Linked DNA regions of Sus scrofa: region 1 is linked to region 2. Evidence: chromatin contacts called from public HiChIP or PLAC-seq data. All regions are on one chromosome and are shown on one strand. Each heading gives the region's core, a stretch centred on a gene start, on an enhancer-like site or on the middle of the called end of the contact. The rest is flanking DNA. Distances are from core to core; before and after follow the strand shown.

Region 1 (5,338 bases), core at 2,326-4,825, 73 kb after region 2:
CCCCAAACTCTACAGAGGCCTTTCCTCAGGACTGGGTACCCTTTTGGACTGTTCAGAAAGCAGTGCTATTAAAGGCTCTGGCTCCAGGAGGAGCATCACATGCAGCCCTTGAGTCTGATGAGGTCCTGATACCTTCTGGACAGTGATCTCATCATATTCTCAGATCAACCCTGGGAGGCAGCAGAGGGTAATGATTTTTCTCCCCACTGTACAGCTGGGGAGACTGAGGTCAACCAGATCACTTTTCTTGGCCAAACAGTGAGAACAGCTCAGGAACAGAACTTGGAAAGAACCCAAGGCCCTCTCTGCCGGGTCTGCCCACCAGCCTGAGGACTCCCCAGGCTGAGGACACGCTGCAGCCAGAGCCTGCAGGCTTGTTCACTTTGGTGCTGAAGGACATTTCATCACCTCCTGGAACCACAGAATGTCAAAACCAACGGGCACTGAGAGATCATCTGATTCAACACCTTTGTCTTATGAGGAGGAAACTGAGGCCAGAGATAGGAATCTCTTCTCCCCTCCCTCTCCTTTCTCTGCTCTGCTGATAATGCATGGTCGGGCAGAGACTGCTAGCTGTCTATGCAAATCCCTTCTCCCCTTCCAGCCCAGGTGACTAGACTCTATTTCCCAGACTCCTTTGCGGTTTGGTCAAACCATATGCTCTCCGGTGGGATGGAGAAGGAAGTGAAGCCTTCCACTTTCAGGCCTGGCTCACCAGTGCCTCCCATCCTCTCAGCTCCAGGTTCGTTTTCATCTCTGGCAGATTGGGAGGTCAATTCCAAGGGCAGCTTTGGAAGCCATGCGTTGGAGAATGGCAGAGCCACTCAGAGTATGGAGACCTGAGTGGCTGTGTTGGGGAGAGCCACCCACCGGACCTGAATACCAGTGCCTAAGGCTGTCAAGTGAACAAGGAGAATACAACACCTATCATGTAAAGCTGCTGCATTTGGGGAGATTTTTGTTACTGCAGCCTAGCCTAAACCTAATCTAACGCATGTGAGTAGAGACCAGACAGCCCCTGCAAATGCTCTGGCTACATACAGTGTCAGGTGATGGAGACCATGGGCTCACTGCTGATCTCACTGTCCGCAGCTTTGGAGAGGTCCCACTCCCACCTATAGAGAGGTCAGGAATGTCAGACTCCTAACTCACTCCATCCAGAAATTGGGTCTGAACTGGCTTCCTACCTGTTTAATTCTAGATCAAAAGACTCCCAGGGCTGCACTGGACCTGAGATGTCATCTGGTTTATCCCCTCAGCTCCAGACATGGCCTCTTCTAAGCCTTGTGAGCTGACCAAAAATCTCGTCTGGATTTTTATATCCCTGGGGAGGAAACACTCCAAATTCCTTAGACACCTGCTTTATACTTCCTTGTCACTGGGTCAGGTTCTCTACTGAACCCTAAAACAGCAGAGCTGGGACATCCATTAGCAATCATCTCGGACAGATATTGTTTTACAGATGAGGAACCTGAGGCCCAGATCACAGCGAGAATGGTCAGGTCAGGGCAAGAAGCAAGGGCCCTAAGTCCACCTTGACTACTCTTTCAGGGTTCTATCTGCTTCCAACTCTCCCTTGTATTTTTCTTCTTCTGTCCTAGGAGGATCTGAAAACTGTGCTGGGGTCCATCTTTGCTATGATCAATCTTTCCACGTTCTCCTGTGTTTCCCTTACTCCACCCCTCACTCCCAGGTTAAGCATCTCCCATCTTACCTGAAATGGGTCCTTCTCTAGGCAGAGGGAAGATGGGGGAGGCGAATCTGGTGCATGGTTGCTCCTTGGGCCTTGGTAGTGAAGACATTTCCATATCCACACCAGAAACCTCGAAGGGCCACTAAATTCTCACATGTTACCAGAAGGGCAAGCCGGGCTATGTGAAATGTTCTTTGAGGAAGAGAGCGAGCAGCCATGACCAGAACCTCTGAGCATGTTGCCTTGGCGTGTTGGGGTTTGTCTGACTGCCTCCGGGCTGCTGGGCAGTGCTGCCTGTTCATAGGGAAGTGGGATCCTGAGAAGTTGAACTGGGTCCATGAGAGCAAACCACGTTACTTACAGAGGTGTCATTGTCTGATATTTTCTTGGAAAGACCTGGAAATTCTGCTTGAGAGCCCTGGAAAGCTGGGTTTGTTTTGTGGTTCTTTAAAAACGAAACAAAATAAAACCAAATTGTTACCCCTCACTCCTCAGCTTAAGGTGAGCTTGTATATACACAGCATCCTTTATGTTTTGTGCCAAGTGACTCATGTGGACTGAATCACCAGAGAGTGGGCCTAGCCCATTTGCAGCTGCCCTAGACACCATGATCTGCTCATTGCCCTGAAGGGGGCAGGGTCATGACTCCCAGAGACAGTAATAGAGAGGAGGGGAGAAATGAGGTGGAGACAGGCCTGAAAGGGAAGTCCACACTCACAGTTTCCTGAGCATCTGTGGTCACACAGGGTCCCCATTGGAACTGATGAGATCCCCAGGAGCTCCAGGATTCATCTCAGTTGGCACATTGTCTGCATTATTGCAAATTCCAAATTGTAGGACCAGAATTAATAATGCCACATGGTCCTTCAGAGATTAATCCCTTCATCTTTGGGAATAGCTTCAGAATCTTGAGCAAGTTACTCTCCCATTTGGAGCCCTTTTCACCTGGAAATGCAGAGGCTTAGAGTACAGTCTTAAAATGTAGACATTTTATCTTCTATATCCTGGCAACAGAGGGGATAGGGACACAAATGGAACTTTATTTACCAGGGAAATCTGTCTAAACTAAATCTTTGAATCTCTCCCCGGAAAGGTTTCCATTTAAAATTCAGGGATCTCTGTGCATCCTTCTGTTGAATTTGCTATCCGCGGCCCATTTCCAGATATGAGTTTGCCCTAGCCCTGCCTGAATTCACAGTTTTCTTTTCCCTGCAGCCTGTTTGGGTGTCCCGGCCATGACATTTCTGCAGAACTGTGGTGTGAGCCAAAGGCAGGGGTGGGCTGGGGATGGACTCCAGGTTTGAGAGGACGTGGGTGGGGGGGTGTAGGATGACTCCCGCGATGGCTGCAGGGTGTGGTGTTAGGCTTGGCTACAGCCAACTCAACCCCAGCCCTGGGGCCTGGAGGAGAGGTGGAGGGGGGGCGGCAGGCGGTAGGGGGTGTGTGTATGGGAGTGGGGGGTGGCTAAGATTAGTAGGGATGGGAAGCAGGGGCACAGGTTCCACTGCCCTCGCATATCAAAGCACTTTGTATGATCTACTTAATGGTAATCACATTACCCAGTACCTGCTTTTCACCGATTGTGCATTTAAGGAGCTGAGAAATTCTGGTCCCCGATTCAGAGGACTCGGGTTTTCTAAATTTTCTGCAAATAGCAAGGCAATACTAATCGGGGTGGGGAGGGTGGGTGTGCGTGTGTGTGTGTCCGAGGTCACCGGCTCCGAGGACCTCCCCCCGCAGTCCCAGGCCGGCGCTCGCGGGCCCGGCCCCCGCCCCCTTCCTGCCCTCTCCCCGCCCCGGCCGAGCCCGGCCGCGCTCGGCCGGTGATGTCAACCCGAGGAGGAGCCGCCCGCCCCGCGACCCGCCCGGGCTAATCAGCATGTAGCGGCGCCGGGGCCGCCTCCGCCGCGCCCGCCCGGCCCCCGACCTCCCTCCCGCGGCTCCCCACAACTTTTGAGGCGGGGACCGCGCTTGCAGCTTCACTTCGCTCACTTCCCCAGCCCGGCGCGGCACCCGCCGCCCGTTTCCCTCGCACCCGTGGCCGCCCCGCGCCCACCCGCGCGCCGGGCATGTGAGCGCGGGCGGGCGCCGCCACCATGGCCTCGCCGCCGCCGCTCCTGCTGCTGCTGCTACCGCTGCTGCTACTGCCGCCGCCGGCCGCCCCCAAGCCCCGCAACGAGAGCGAGCCGCCGCCGCCGCCGCCGCCGCCCGCGCTGTCCCCGGAGCGCCACGGGCCCGCGCCTACGGGCCACCGCTGGACAGCCGCTGTGCGTGGCACCGCGACGCGGCCCGAACCTTCGGGCCGAGTCCCCCGAGGCGGGAGCACCGGTGAGTGAGTGCCAGGGACCAGCGCCGCGCGAGCCTCGGGCTGGGGGCGTGGGCGCGCCCAGGGCTGCATCCCAGAGCCCTAGGCCCCTCCGCGTCGCTCAGCCCCGGTGGGGGCTCCGCTTCCCCTCGCGCGCTGGGACCCTTGGGGTTGGGGTGGGAGGGAGGGCAGCGAGCTGGGAGAGTGGTTTCCTAGCCGCTTTCGCCGCCGGCTGGACTGGGGTGTGTGTGACCATCCTGTTCTCTCTCTACCCCTTGGAAGAAAACTTATCTGCCATGGTGTACCCTGGACCCCCCGTACACCTACCTTAACAAAAAAAAAAGAAAGAGAAATACCTCCGAACCTTACAAAGAGCCTCTCCCACTTCGGAGGTGATAACAACTGGCCAGTCCGTTCCACAATTCCATTCTTTCCTATAGATACAGAAAGGGCCTCTCCTGGTACAGAGGCTGACTTTCAGATTTAAATAAGTGACTGTAGGGTTCTAGCCTTGAGGATATTTGTAAAGGGCAAAAGGGTGTAGCTGGAAACCAAACTCTACTGAATCACTCTAAAGCAAGAGGCTGGTAGGGCCGGGGGTGGGGGGTTCCAAGGTGAAGCCCCGCAATGCAAACGTCTTTCCTCTCCTTTTGGTTCCTGAGAGCGCTGCTCCATACCCAGCCACTGCCTGTCTGCTCAGAGAGGGACCTGTCCTCTCTCCTCTGGACCTTTTAATTCAGTTGCTTCTTTAGGTCTGGGAGAAATGCAAAGAACTAAGTGGAATTCTATCCATAATATCTTTGTGACCTGGGGACTGTCACTTCTTTGGATCTCAGCCTCTCCATCTGTGAAATGGAAGTAATGAGACCCACTCTTCCTGGCCTCCTGATGATGATGTGACAAAATGAAAGTAAAAATAAGTGGAAAGTGCTTTGAACAAAGTCAGCAGGGCTGTGTTGGCCGCTGCCTTCCTGGGAGTGATGCAAGGCATACATTCTCTCAGAGATGCCAGGATAGGTATTGACCTGGAGTTGAGGTGAAGGCTGAGAAGATTTCATCGTCCTGCTGGACACTTCATTTAAGTGTCTCATGTCACACAAACTTCCTGGGATAGGAATTCACTTGCTTCATTGCCCCGAGAGATGCCTCCTCCCATCAAACAAGAAAAAAAAAAAAAAAAAAAAAAAGCTTAGAAAATAATCAGATCCTCTCATAAAAACTCAGCTCTATGCAGTAGTACTCCCATCATTGCAAAAGCCTTGTCTTTGTGACCTTCTCCATCACGGGCACACGATCGAGAAAGTGAGGGGTCCGTAAGGGAAGAGAGAGGAGAAAAAAGC
Region 2 (5,204 bases), core at 2,538-5,037:
TGCTGCAATACAGTAGGGCCTCATAGCTTATCCCTTTTAAATGTTCTAGCTTGCATCTACCAACCCCAAACTCCCCATCCATCCCACTCCCTCCCCCTTGGCAACCAAGTCTGTTCAAAATCCACTATTTCACCAGAGAGTTTACTTGATGGTAATTCCCAAAGGCCCCCAGCATGACTTAGTCTAACTTATCCCTCGTAATTGTATATTGACACCTCTTGGCCAAATTAGTAGAGGGGACATACGTCTCTTAGGGCTGAACAGGAGGGATTCCCAGCAGGACAGGCTGCCCTTTCCTTCCTGGCATGAGTATGGACTTGGTCTAGAAACTCCACTTTCCCTTTTGCCACCCTTGTGTCTCCCCCCAGGGGGGTGGAGAAATGCTATTGTCTTCTTACCACACTGGCTGTGGGTGAGACCAGGATGTGGGGGGCAATGGCTGACTCTCCTCCCCGACTTGCTCGCTTTCGGTGGCCAGAGAGGAGTCTTCCACAGAGGAGGTCCCTATAGAATTCTTAATCTTGTGCTCCAGCCCCTGCCTGGAAGGTGGTAAACTAACACCAAAGTCTCCGTAGGAAATAACCCTTTGCTAGGGACGGGGCTTGTCCCCGGGGCACAGACTCAGAAAAACACAGGTAGGGTATGGTATGTTAGTTCGACCTCAGTAAAGCTGTTACAATGAAAAATAAAACGAAAGCGCCTTTACCAGCTTTCCTGCATCCCACTGCTCCCTCTAGCCACGGGCCCTTTCTTGCCTCTCCTCATTCCCTTGCGGGTCTTTGTGCTCCCACTCTGTTCTCCTGCCTCCTGCCCCACTCTCTCCATTTTGAATTCCAAGCCCATCTGTCCAATGAAATGGTTCTTTGCAAAGTTGTCCGTGGCTTCCATGTTTCTCAGCTCAGCAGCAGTTACAAGGTCTCAGGGTGTCTGACCTCCCAGCCGTGTTCCACGTTCTCCTTCCCTGCTGAGCCTTCGAGGAGGCAGCACCCTCCTGGCTCCCCCACCTCTCCCACGTGCCTTTGGAGCTGCATCCTCTTCTGCCTGCCCATTAAATGTCGGGGTTCTTCGGTCTGGGCCCAGACCCCAACTCTCCTCTTTCTCTATTCTTTTCCTTGGGATCTCAGCCATGCCCATTGTTCAGGGACCACCCCCAAAGCTGGCGACTCCCCACATTTACGCCTCGAGCCCTGACTTCTCTAAGCTTCACATCATGTGTTCAGTTGCCTACGTGAGATCCTCTGTTGGTACCTCAGACCCAGCATGCCTAGAACCCAACCCATCCCACCTCCCCCCACAACTGGTTCTCCTCCTCTACTCCTGATCTCAGGAGATGGCCCCTGCAGCCCTCCCTGTTGTTCCTGCAGCTCCTGGAGACTTACTCCTGAGACCCTCCTCTCCCTGACCAGTGCTCGCCAAGCCCTGTTCTCCTAACTTTGCCCCCTTTACCTCCTGCTTCCCTCCATCTCTACCACCTGACCACTCTGGTCCAAGCTTCATCTCTCGGTTGGATAACCGCAGCGGCTCAGACCTGACCCCCCTTGGAGGCTTGGTCACAGGAATCACAGGAATGAGGCTGGAGCTGGGCCTCGGTAGTGGCAGATAGAAGCTTGTTCTACGAGTCCAGGTGCGCCAGAAACAGTGCGCTTCATTCATCTCAGTGAAGTGGAAAGAGAGAGTGACTCTGAGCCTGCCCTCTGCCAGGATGACTGAAAGCACGTCCATCATTCATCGCGTCTCCGCCTCACCCTGCCATTCCGCCCCAGCGTCCTAGAGTCTTACTGAGGGCCAAGGCGTGTTGAGGGGCTCTGGCCTTTCATCATCTGTGCTCAGCGCCAGGCCCTCCCCTTGCCCCGTCTGCTGAGCCCTTCAGGTTTGTGCTCTCAACTGCTTCTGAGCTACTTTGGGAGACTGGAAATCTGCTGAGCCTGGGAACCCTATGCTTAGAATCTGTGTACTTCTCAGACCCTCTTTTCTGGCATCTTGCCGGATTCCCACCAGCGCTGCCAGGGTATAGGTCTCAGGTCCCCGTTGTTTCAGATCCTGTGGGCCTTTCTCCTTCCCCAGCTCCAGGGGCAATCCGCTGTTCCAATAAGGGGACATTGCTGTCCAGGGCTAGCTTTGCGGACAGGCATGGATGTAGGCATTCACGCTGGGTCCCAAGCTCAGAAGGGCCCCATACTTGGTTTAATGCTTTACTGTGGCTCAAATTCGTAATAATTTTTGAACAGATGTCTTACATTTTTATTTGTTCTGGGCTCTGCAAACTATATAGTATGCTGGTTTCATCCCCCAAGGCTTTCCCCTGTCATTCTGCAGCTTCTTTCCTGCTTCCTCAACCCTGTACAATTTCCTAAGGGCCCGGGCTTCTGAGAAACGGAACCCCAAACCGTGCTCAGGCATATTCTGCTGCTGCTTCACCACGCATTTCCTCTAAGGCAGTAGAATAAAGGTCAAGTTCCTCTTGAGTGGACAGAAAAGGAAAGGGGAAAATAAAATAGAGGAAAAATCTTAGAAGTTAACATCTGAGAGTATTCTCCAGCCCCTCCCATTCCCCATCCCCCACCCCCATCCTCATCACCATCTACTTCCAGCCTCCCCACCAACCCTCCAAGAAGCTTCCCACCCAAGTGTGTGTTTCCTCAGGCCTGGCCGTGAGTCAAGCACCGCTGGGCACGGGTGCCAGGTTAGCAGTGACCCCTGAGGCAGGGCTGTGGGCCTCCGAGGCGGCCAGCACCCCTGGGGAGGTTACCTCAGCCATGGGACCCTGCCAGGCCTCCTCCACGCTGCTAGCACATTGTCCCTTAAGAGAAGCCCGGTTTGGAAGGGGGAGGGGGTGGGGAGCCCCCCCTCCCTCATGTCCTCTTCCAGTAAGGAGTTCACAGTGGCCTGAGCTTGGAAGCCTAGTGCTTGAGCTGGAATAACATTCCAGATCAGCTGGTCCAGCAACTGTCAATGTTTTGTCTTTTACTCCATCTTCATTTTTGGTAATCATACTGAAAACCGCACGACCCTGGAAATTCTCATGTGCCTCCCTGGACCAGAGAGAGGTGTCTTTGTCCTTCCTTTGGGAATGATTGCTGCCTGAGAATACTCATCAAGCTTTATTTTTTTGTGGCTTAAATTATAAAAAAATCATTTTGTAATATTCCAAATATGAAATGATACTATTGAATAAGCTGTCTACACAAGCCTCTTTTACCTCACCCCACTCCCCACCCCCTCCAGGCACAACCAGGTTGAGAATCACTGATCTGACCCTTTATTTGACCACCGGGGAAAGGAGGAAGGCAAAAGAACTTATGAAAGATCGTGGAAGGTCACCCAGCTAATTAGTGACTGGAGTTGGGCCACCATCCTGCTGTGGAGACTTGCCTTCCCTGGCTCCCTCTGTTTTTCAGGGGGTCCCAGTGTAAACAGGGTAGGCAGGTCAGCAATTTGTATCGCTTGGCTTTCCCCTGGCAGATGTTCCATTAAGCTATGAAAAGCATGGATGATTGGCAGTTTCCATGGTGATGGATTTGCCAAGGATTAGCTCTGAGTGAGTCATGGCTGGGGCTCCCTCCAACGCCATCCTTTTCTGGAATAAGAGAACCTCCAGATTGTAGGCAGGGGAGAGGATTTTAGAAGAACGGACACTTCAGTCCCCTGCCCCGCATCCTCATCTCTGGCCAATGACATTTTATTTAGGTTACTTTGGAGATTTTTATCCCAGGGGCAGGAGACCTCCTGGGAAGAGCAGCTGAAGCCGGGGCTTTCCGTGGCTCCTCTGGGTTTCTGAAGCAAGGTCTCAGTCTGTCCTTCTCACTGCGCTGCACCACGCCCTGTGGTGGGGGCTGCAGGGTGGGGCTGGGGCCTTGGAAGACTCTGCGTTTGCTTTCTCTCTGAAAGTGCTTTCTTTCCCCGAGGTATACCAGCAAACTTCCCTGAAAAACAAACGTCTCTCCCTATAGGGTTTACACACACACACATGCAGCCACTCCACGGATCCACGGTAAATACATGGAGGAACTAGGAAATGGAAATTCACTAGGAATAATACCATTGTGTGAAGTCATGTAACCCTCGTCCTCAAATCTCAAACTCTTACTGGAAGGGATGAGGGCCTCTTGTGGTTGACCACACCCAGCATAAAAATGTAGCGGGGAAACCAGCAGCCTTTACCAGAATATCCACAGTTACCTTTGTGGTCCAGAGCCCTGCTATTTCTGTGACACCCTTTGACCTCCCTGTGCCTGATTCCACCCCTCACCCCCCTCCACCCTAACACACACACACACACACACACACACACACACACACACACACACACACACACACACACACACACACAGAGTCTCTGGGATGCTCAGCTCTGAGCATCAGCCCTGGCCCTGCCTCCAGGCTCCCTTCTGCATTCATCTCCTCCCAAGGTATGTCCTAGGTCTCCTCCTAAGTTATGTGTCTCGTGAATGAGAGAACAAGGACCTGCTGGGCCAGAACGGGGTCCTGGTTTAAGGAACAAAAAGCCACAATGAAGTACATTATTCTAAAACCCCACGCACCCCACTGCATTGTGACAGACATGTGAATAGGAACAGGAGAAAGGAAGGAAGCTTTATCATTATTTTGCTTGTGTGTTTTGCAGTTTCACTTATAGCATTAGTTTATAATTTTATCAAAATTATTAGAACATCTGTAATAATCTTTATCACTACAATAGCGGATGACATCGAGCACCGTGCTGAGCATGTTACAGTAGTCTTTCATTCAAACCTCAACTTGGCCCCACTGCTTCTGTCAGATGCAGGTTTACCATGAAGCTAATGAAGTCTGGGCTTTAGGGTCCCTCGCTTGCATGATCTCCATCTAAGGCCCTATTCATAACTCTGTATTTTTTTAAAAAGTTTCAGGCCCCACAGAGCCTGGATCCTCCCATGGGTTCTATGACTAATCCATTTTACAGATGAGGAAACAAGAATACAGACAGGTGATTTCCCAAGGTCATGCAGACAGAAAATGATGAACCCCATTGCTCCATGTGCTTTTGAGAGGATGCTGGAAGAGAGGACACAGAAGCCAGCAAACCTTGTTGGAGTCTCAGCGTCCGAATGTCCCATTTTTTGACATTGTCTCAGCAGCGTCTCCTGAGCATCGAGAGGGTGGGGGACAAGTTTGGCCTCCAAGAATAGAGTGCAAGAGGGGATGAAAGATTCCTATAGGATCAG

Evidence for each region. HiChIP or PLAC-seq counts read pairs in DNA pulled down with a chosen protein or histone mark.
Region 1: a contact with region 2 is called in an H3K27ac HiChIP or PLAC-seq map of skeletal muscle. The contact joins the promoter of HEG1 here to the enhancer-like site in region 2. A contact is called at or near these places in 7 of 47 Hi-C or Micro-C datasets (adipocytes, embryonic fibroblasts, fibroblasts and 4 more) and 1 of 2 datasets of contacts at active chromatin or transcription factors (skeletal muscle).

Annotation. Positions count from the first base shown.
Region 1 is chr13:135,264,991-135,270,328 of Sscrofa11.1, forward strand. It overlaps HEG1 (protein HEG homolog 1), which reads left to right and starts at 3,576. Exons shown (of 17, transcript XM_021070219.1): 1 at 3,576-4,021. The coding sequence starts at 3,790.
Region 2 is chr13:135,191,979-135,197,182 of Sscrofa11.1, forward strand. All of the region lies in intron 6 of SLC12A8 (solute carrier family 12 member 8), which reads left to right. Among named protein-coding and RNA genes, the nearest start is that of HEG1, 74 kb to the right of the region's middle. Within about 2 kb of position 3,788, at least 29 of the 83 cell types and tissues checked have an H3K27ac peak or open chromatin away from gene starts, as enhancers often do. A contact at or near this core is called in embryonic fibroblasts, retroperitoneal adipose tissue, skeletal muscle and 1 more, where this site is marked.